2 separate regions of the Sus scrofa genome follow, and region 2 is linked to region 1. A link is a contact called in public Hi-C data. All regions are on one chromosome and are shown on one strand. The core of a region is the stretch at or near the end of the contact, and the rest is flanking DNA. Distances in the headings are between cores, read along the strand shown. Region 1 holds the start of PRDM14 (PR domain zinc finger protein 14). Region 2 has its middle 61 kb from the start of SLCO5A1.

Region 1 (3,882 bases), core at 1,172-3,671:
TTTATTAGTTTAAAAATATCTCTACAGGTGATGTGACATTTTAAAAAGAGTCTTCTTTTGTCACTGCCTTGATTTCCAAATTTCTAGTGAGCATAAGTTAATTTCATAAACAGAGGTAAGGGAAATAGGGGATTACATTTAATTCCACCACTATTGGTTTTGTATTTTCTCTAGACTTAGTTTGCGTGTGTATCAACAAAGCCATAATTTAATTCTTTCTCTGCCATTGGCAATTCTACCATCTCTAATGTTTTGTTATTACAGAGAATCCTGTGAAGTCTGGATTTCAGATCATTTTCCTAAATGATAATCCTTGAAGTAGATACTCAGGACAAGGTAGAATAATCTGATAAATTCTGACAAACTGCAATCCTACCAGCCTGCCTCGGACAGAGTCAAGAGTATGAGTTTTTAAAAATCCTCAAAGGGAAATGTCAAAAATTTTAAATCTGGTTTTAGTCCCTTGGCGTATTCCTCGTACTAGTCTTTAAAGCATTTGGCTTGTGTATACATATAACCCAATGTATCGATTCTTTAAATGTATATTCCATGGCCAATCTTCTGATGAAAATGCCTTAAGGCACCAAAAAATACATAGAATCCGTGCAGAGGTGCAATCCTTTTGGATGGAACATCTGCCTTTCTTTTCCTTTATGTTGCAAAAGAGGCAGCACAGACAGCGGGTTATGGCCCCAAGAGAGACAAAGTCCCCCCTCCCAGAGGAGCAGGGGCCAAGGTTCTTCCCCACCCGCCTCCCTCCCCACTTTCCGCCAACCCCACCGTTAAGAACTTTACCTCCCACATCAGAGAATTGTCTCCGTGGGTCTTGACTTCACTGGCATTGACCACTTTACCCTGAAAGGGTCCAAACCTGACTCCTTTGGCCACGAGGCTATTGCAGAACACACCAAAATGTGCGACCTCACCAAACATCGTCTGCCGCAGGCAGAGACCTAGGAAGATCCCAAGGCAGAAAAGAATGCCAGTCAGGAAACTGACCGCATTTGCTGGGGAAAAGGATTCCAAGCCAGGAGCCCTGCCTACCTTCCGGGAGCTGAAGGGAGCTGTTATCCAGAGTCTGAGGAAGAGAATCAGACCCTAGAAAAAGACAGGGTTAAATGTTTATGTTTCGATGAAACGTAGTATGAAAGGCTTTCATGCCGAGTTTTCCAACCCACTAGCTGGAGCTCACCATTGTACTCAGTTTTGATGTTACCTGTCTTTTTTCCTGCTCCTTTTACATATGCAATTTCTTATTTGAGACTCCGAAGGAGGCTAGTTGGTTATGCTGTAATTAACCCCCCTTGCACATGTAAGGAACTTGAGAAATCAGAGATAATGCTGATTCGGGCTGAGGTCAGGTGGCTGAGCCGAGACTCCCAGTGTAAAAGGCACGAGGTTCTCATTGAAATACCTCGTACTTTCTGCTAGAATCTGAGCCAGCCTGATTACCCCACAGCACAAACCATTTCTCCCCTCCCCCTCATTCTCACTAAAACCACCTCAGGAGTCGCGGAGTTAAGTAAATGGGGCTGGGAGGTGAGCCTGACCTCTGCAGCTCCATCCTCTCCTGGAAGCCGGGTACACTCCGGATCAGGACCCGCACTGCCTCGAATCCACCTTGAAGCGCCTCTTCGCTGCTCCTGCCTCCTTCCCACCTCTTCTCCCCTCCCACCCAGGTCCTGGATCCTGTGGACTGCCCTTACCAGAGCTGTTGGTGGGGACCAGGAGGCCCGACATCGCGTGGTGCAAGCGGGCTGGGTGCTGAGGGCTGGGAATGACCCCGTACAGAACTAAGTGCAGGTCTTCCTGGGTGAAGTGGTAACGGGGCGATGCCTTTCTCTCTTGGTTCACGAGTTTGGGGCCATCCTCAGAGCGCTCGCCGGGGGAGCCAGGTAACAACTGGGAGGGCTTCGGCCTCTCGGGTAGCAGAGAAGCATCCACTGGGGGCGGCGGAAGGAAAACTTCAGGTCCCCAACACTGGCCACCATCGCTCCGGCCGCCGACCTGGCCCAAGTTTTCGGCGGGGGCGCCCGTGAACTCGCGCGGGCTGTTCAGGAAGTGTGGCACCTCCCTGGGCAGGTGGGGGATCGGGTACCACGTCGGCAGCTTGCTGTACCAGGGCACATCATAGAGCGGCTCCCTCGGCAGCGCCAGCCCGGGGCTCAGCAAGGGAGGCGCTGTCCGGAAGGCGAAGGGGGGCAGAGCCGGGGACGCCGACAGGGCCTCCAGCTGCCGGAAAGGTTGGAAACCCTCCTCCGCCGTGGTGAGGGTGTTCCCGTAATGGCCATAGTGCGGGAAAGGGGTGTAGTAGGCGGCCAGGTGTTGGGGGCTGCTCTGAAGCCTGTCGGGCGAGTAGCACTCCTTGTCCTGGGGACCGGTCTCACCTGGCAGCCGCAGAGCCATCCTGGGCCACCGCGAGCGGTCCGCCTGCGGGAAAAGCAAGCGCAGCCGAGTGAGGGGTGCCGGGCGCTGCGGACATCCCCTCTTGCCACACTTCCACCATCCGAGGCAGCCCCGGGTTGAAGGGAATTGGATACACTTCCCAGTTCAATCCCGAAAGACCTACCCCACCAACAAAACAAAAAGCAGCCATAAATCCGCCCCCCTCCCCCCCCAAAAAAAACCCAAAACAAAACGAAAATCTACCGAGATTCCGCCTGACTTCAAGTTCCTGGTAAGTGTCGCCTTTGCCTTCTCTCTCCAAACCCACCTTGACCCAGGACGGCTGGCTTCCAACACCCCCTCTCTACATTCTGCCCAAACCCGGCTCCTGCAAAATCCGTTTCAAGTTCCCTATCCTGCCCTCTTCCTCATCAAAAAAAAAAAAAAAAAAAAAAATCCTCTTTTCCAGGGTGGGTCGGAGCCGCGGGGTCTTCCCAGCCTCGGGGCTGGGAGCCTAGAGAAATACCGGGCTGAGCTCGGGCGCAGGCGGCAGCTCCAGGCGCTCCTAGGTCCCTATCCCGGAGGGCAGAGCCACGAGCTCGGGTAGGATAACGCAGCCGACGCGCTCCCCCAGCCCGGGGACAGGTTCAGGGAGGCCGCCCCGCTGCGAGGCCCAGTGCTGACCCCGCGGGCCCAGGGGACCCGGCTGAGAGGAGGAGGAGGGCGCCACCTTCGGCTCCCCTCGGAGCTCCGCAGCCAGCGCGGGTTCCCCACGTGTGCCGAGTCCCGCCACATCCCCCCAGGTTCCCGACCTGGCGGCTTAGGAGTAGGCGAGGACGAACCCCAGGCCAGGCAGCTGAGAGAAGGTTCCCGGACCCGCGCCGCCGCCGCCTCCACTCGGAATGGATGTCGTTTTAATGGACAAAAGTTCACCAAGGCTGGGGGATGGAGCCCCTTCAGGGCCAGCGGGTCTTAAGGGCAAGATCAATGAGCCCGATATGGAAACGAACCAGGGTCGTGACTCAGAAATTACAGAACATGGGGTCAGGAGAAGAGGTCAGCCACGACGAAGGCATCTGCCTGTCTCCTCCTGAGCCCCCCAACGGCGCTCCGCTCCTGCTCTCGCCTCAACCCGAGGATCTGCGATTTGGGGTTGAAAGCCACTTAAGGAGTAAAAGCCCCAAGAGGGCAAAACCACCCCCCTAAAACTACGGCGCCAGCGACAGCTCTGCCTGCGCGACCGACCACCCGGGCGGGCGATGGCCCCGGGCCACCGCGTCGCGCCGGGTCTGGCACCCACCTTGGAGAGCTAAGCCGCGGAGCGGGCGCCTCCGGGCAGCTAAGGGACGGCGCGGGCTCGGGACCGGTAGGCTTCGGGCCGGCCCGCAGGGCTGAACCGGGTTTAAGAGCGCGGCGGGCGGGGCAGCGGGCAAAGAGAGCGCGAGGGTGGGGAAGGGACTCGGCCCACGCAGGTCCCCAGACCCTTCTCCCCGCCCA
Region 2 (3,732 bases), core at 610-3,109, 100 kb before region 1:
CATATGCTGCAGGTGCAGCCTTAAAAAAAAAAAAAAAAGCCAAAAATAATAATAATAAAGAGGAAAGAACTATCACTCTTTTTTGTTTGTTTATTTGTTGGCCACATACAGAAAGACCAGACCAGGGATCAAACACACCACAGCAGTAACCTGACAATGCCAGATTCTTCACCTACTATTCCATAAGAAAACTCTTGGCCACTGATAATTTTTGAAAAGATGAGCCTGGACAAATGACCTTGTCTGGACTAAATCAATTTGACCTTCCCTGTGTTTTGCTCACCGTCATATAATATATAATAGCACAAATGATGAAAACTGACAGAGAAGAGATGTCATGCAATAGCTGGGAGTTGTTAAAGCAGTGACTAACGGGTCTTCTGCACTGTGTTGCAGATCATGGGTTCTTCTCTTCACCTTCTAAATCTCACTTTAAATAATCTAACATTCTGCCCAAGGGCAGGAAGGGTCTGTGTTCCTTAACTTTGGTGCGGTGGGATTTTTGCTGAGTATTAGGAAATAATCATGATCATTTAACAGCTCCGACAGAGGATAATCCACAGCTGAAAATAGTATCCACAACCAACTTGGAAAGTGTTCTGTGGAAGAAAATGTACTCAGGCAAATGCCAGTGACTTGCCAGTTTGCCAGAATGTTCTTCGTCCTGGTGTGTATTTTGGACCCAACTCTTCCTATATACCAAACACTGTCCTAACCCATCCTCAAATTACCTCTAATGAATTGTGCTTTGGTAGTGAGCCCTCAGCCTATAGTGAAGGAATCTTAATAGATATATCTATAGGGCACTCACATTTATTGCAAGAATGTTGCTGAGGATGTTGTTCATGGCATAATACGATGTCGTCTACAAGACAGTAGAAATTTATCTTTGGTTTCAGCCCAGGGAATGGTTTTACTTGTCCTCAGTTGTCAGTTTGTTTGTTTGTTTTTGTCTTTTTGTCCTTTTTAGGGCCGTACCCACAGGCATATGGAGGATCCCAGGCTAGGGGTCCAATCGGAGCTGTAGCCACCAGCCTACACCACAGCCACAGCAACACCCTATCGGAGCCGCATCTGCGACCTACACCACAGCTCACGGCAACGCCGGATCCTTAACCCACTGAGCGAGGCCAGAAATGGAACCCGAAACCTTATGGTTCCTAGTCGGATTCGGTTCCGCGCCACTATGGGAACTCCATCAGTTTATTTTTAGATACAGTGACAGTAAACCCTTAACATTTGCAGACTTGATCTTTGTATTTTCAACAGTTCGAAAGAGGGTCTCAAGTTCCACTCACAGCCAATGCAGTGGCTAAGAAGCAGGTCTGACACCCCACCTCGCACATGTTAGCACAGCTTGGTGGTTGGCTAACCTGCGTTTTTCTCCACCGCGTTTCTTCTGTCCCACCACACGTTCCCCTTCCTGGGGGCTGCTAGAAAACGCAATGCCTTCTTAAGTGGATTAGAATGCACTACATTGATTTGGGTTCAGTGAATTCAGAGTTCCCAGGTGCCCTTCCGAAGAGCGGGATGGTCTGCCCGGTGTCATTTCACCCCGAGTCGGGTCAGAGAGCTCCGCTCCATGGGAACCCTGAGCTGGGCTCTGCAAAAGGACAGAACAGCTGGAGGAAACTCAGGACCACTCCACGAACGGAAGTGCTCGCCTCCAGGAAGGAGTTCAGTACTGGCTGAGGAAAGAGATGAGGAAAAATAAAGAAGTGAAACTATTCATCTTTCCCCAAAATTAAGGGGGGGAAAGATCATCTTTCCCAGCAAATCCGGGAGAAAGTGCCAGTTCCAGCAGTTTTGAGAATCACTTCTAGGCATTTCCAGCAGAGGGCGCGAGGGCATAGGTAGAAAGAACAGCAAAGCGCTCTACTTTTTGGGGAAATCCAGAGCACAGACTCGTGGCCCGTCAGAATTGCTGTATAGAAGGCGCTTAGGGTAACCTGGAGGAATTGAAAAGTGTGTTTACAAAGACGGGGGAGGAGTGGAATTCGTGGGGCTCCCGCAACCCTTAAAACAGTCAGCAAACATTGGTAAAATATTTCCAGCAATTAAGACCTATTTTATTAATAATTTTCCCTGGTATGTCCTATCATAGTTTGATTCTGAACCTTAAGACATTCACTCAATAAGCTCAATTTAAGTGTCTTTTATGAGCAAGCAAGATGCCACATGCTGTGGAGACTTGGAAGGTGTAAACCCAGTCTCTGTCCACAATGAGTTTAGAGTCTGAAAGTGGAGATTAGACAAAAATACAAATCACTGTATTCTGCAAATCAGCAAGGCACAAGTAGGTGATAGAAAAGGAAAGTTTGGAGTTCCCGTTGTGGCTCAGAGGTAACAAATCCAACTAGTATCAATGAGGATGCGGGTTTAATCCCTGGCCTTGCTCAGTGAGTTAAGGATCCAGCATTGCCACAAGCTGCTGTGTGGGTCACAGATGTGGCTCAGATCTGATAGGGCTGTGGCTGTGGTATAGACCAGCAGCTGCAGCTCCAATTTTACCCCTAGCCTGAGAACTCCCATATGTTTCAGGTGTAACCCTAAAAAAGAAAAAAAGAAAACAAATAAAATGCCCTCTTGGGTTCCTTTGTGGCACAGTGGGTTAAAGTTCCAGCATTGTCACCACAGTGGTTCAAGTCACTGCCAGGGCATGGGTTTGATCCCTGGCACAGGAACTTCCACATGTCATGAGTGTAGCCACACACACACACCAAAAAAAAAAAAAAAAAAAAAAAAAAAAACCCTCTGAGGCAAGGACTATTAAAAATCATTGCAGTTGGCCTTGGAGAACTTGATACTAGACCTTGTGTGTCTTTAATCCTCACGACAGGAGTTCCAGTTGTGGCACAGCGGAAATGACTCCGACTAGGAACCATGAGGTTGCTGGTTCCATCCCTGGCCTCCCTCAGTGGGTTAAGGATCTGGCGTTGCCATGAGCTGTGGTGTATGTTGCAGACACAGCTTGTATCCTGCATTGCTGTGGCTGTGGTGTAGGCAGGCAGCTGCTACTCCGATTCAACCCATAACCTGGGAACCTCCATATGCTGCAAGTGCGGCCGTAAAGGGAAAAAAAAGAAAGAAAGAAAAAAAAGAAATCCTTCTGACAACCACATCAGGTAGTATTATTATTATTATTGGTCTTTTTGTCTTTTTAGGGCCACACCCGCGGCACATGGAGGTTCCCAGGATAGGGTCCAATTAGAGCTGTAGCCACCAGCCTACACCAGAACCACAGCAACACGGGATCTGAGCAGCATCTGTGGTCTACACCACAGCTCATGGCAATGCCAGATCCCAGATAATATTATTTTTATTTTTTTATTTTTTTTAGGGCTGCACCTGTGGCACATGGAGCTTCCCAGGCTAGAGGTCAAATCAGAGCTACAGCTGCCAGCCTACATCACAGCCATAGCAACACAGGATCTAAGCCGAGTCTGTGACCTACACCACAGCTCACCCCAACACCAAATTCCCAACCCACTGAGCAAGGCCAAGGATCGAACCCACATCCTCATGGATACTAGTCAGATTCCGTTTCTGCTGCGCCACAATGGGAACTCCTATTATTCTTATTATACATGACTTTTCTCAGATGAAGAAATCGAGAGCAGTGGTCACACGTTAAATATCCTCATGGTCAGGATCTGAGCCTGAGTCTGCAAAGTCAAAAGCCGGTGTTGTTGTTCCCATTACTCCGTTCTGCCTCTCTCAAGTGTAACACTC

Evidence for each region. A called contact is a pair of places that touch in the nucleus more often than the background predicts.
Region 2: a contact with region 1 is called in a Hi-C map of skeletal muscle, with 5 times the contacts expected there. A contact is called at or near these places in 9 of 47 Hi-C or Micro-C datasets (alveolar macrophages, embryonic fibroblasts, epiblast stem cells and 5 more).

What each region holds. Positions count from the first base shown.
Region 1 is chr4:65,272,527-65,276,408 of Sscrofa11.1, reverse strand. It overlaps PRDM14 (PR domain zinc finger protein 14), which reads right to left and starts at 2,421. Exons shown (of 7, transcript XM_021090784.1): 1 at 1,707-2,421; 2 at 1,045-1,098; 3 at 796-953. The coding sequence starts at 2,406.
Region 2 is chr4:65,376,013-65,379,744 of Sscrofa11.1, reverse strand. No RefSeq gene overlaps it. Among named protein-coding and RNA genes, the nearest start is that of SLCO5A1, 61 kb to the left of the region's middle.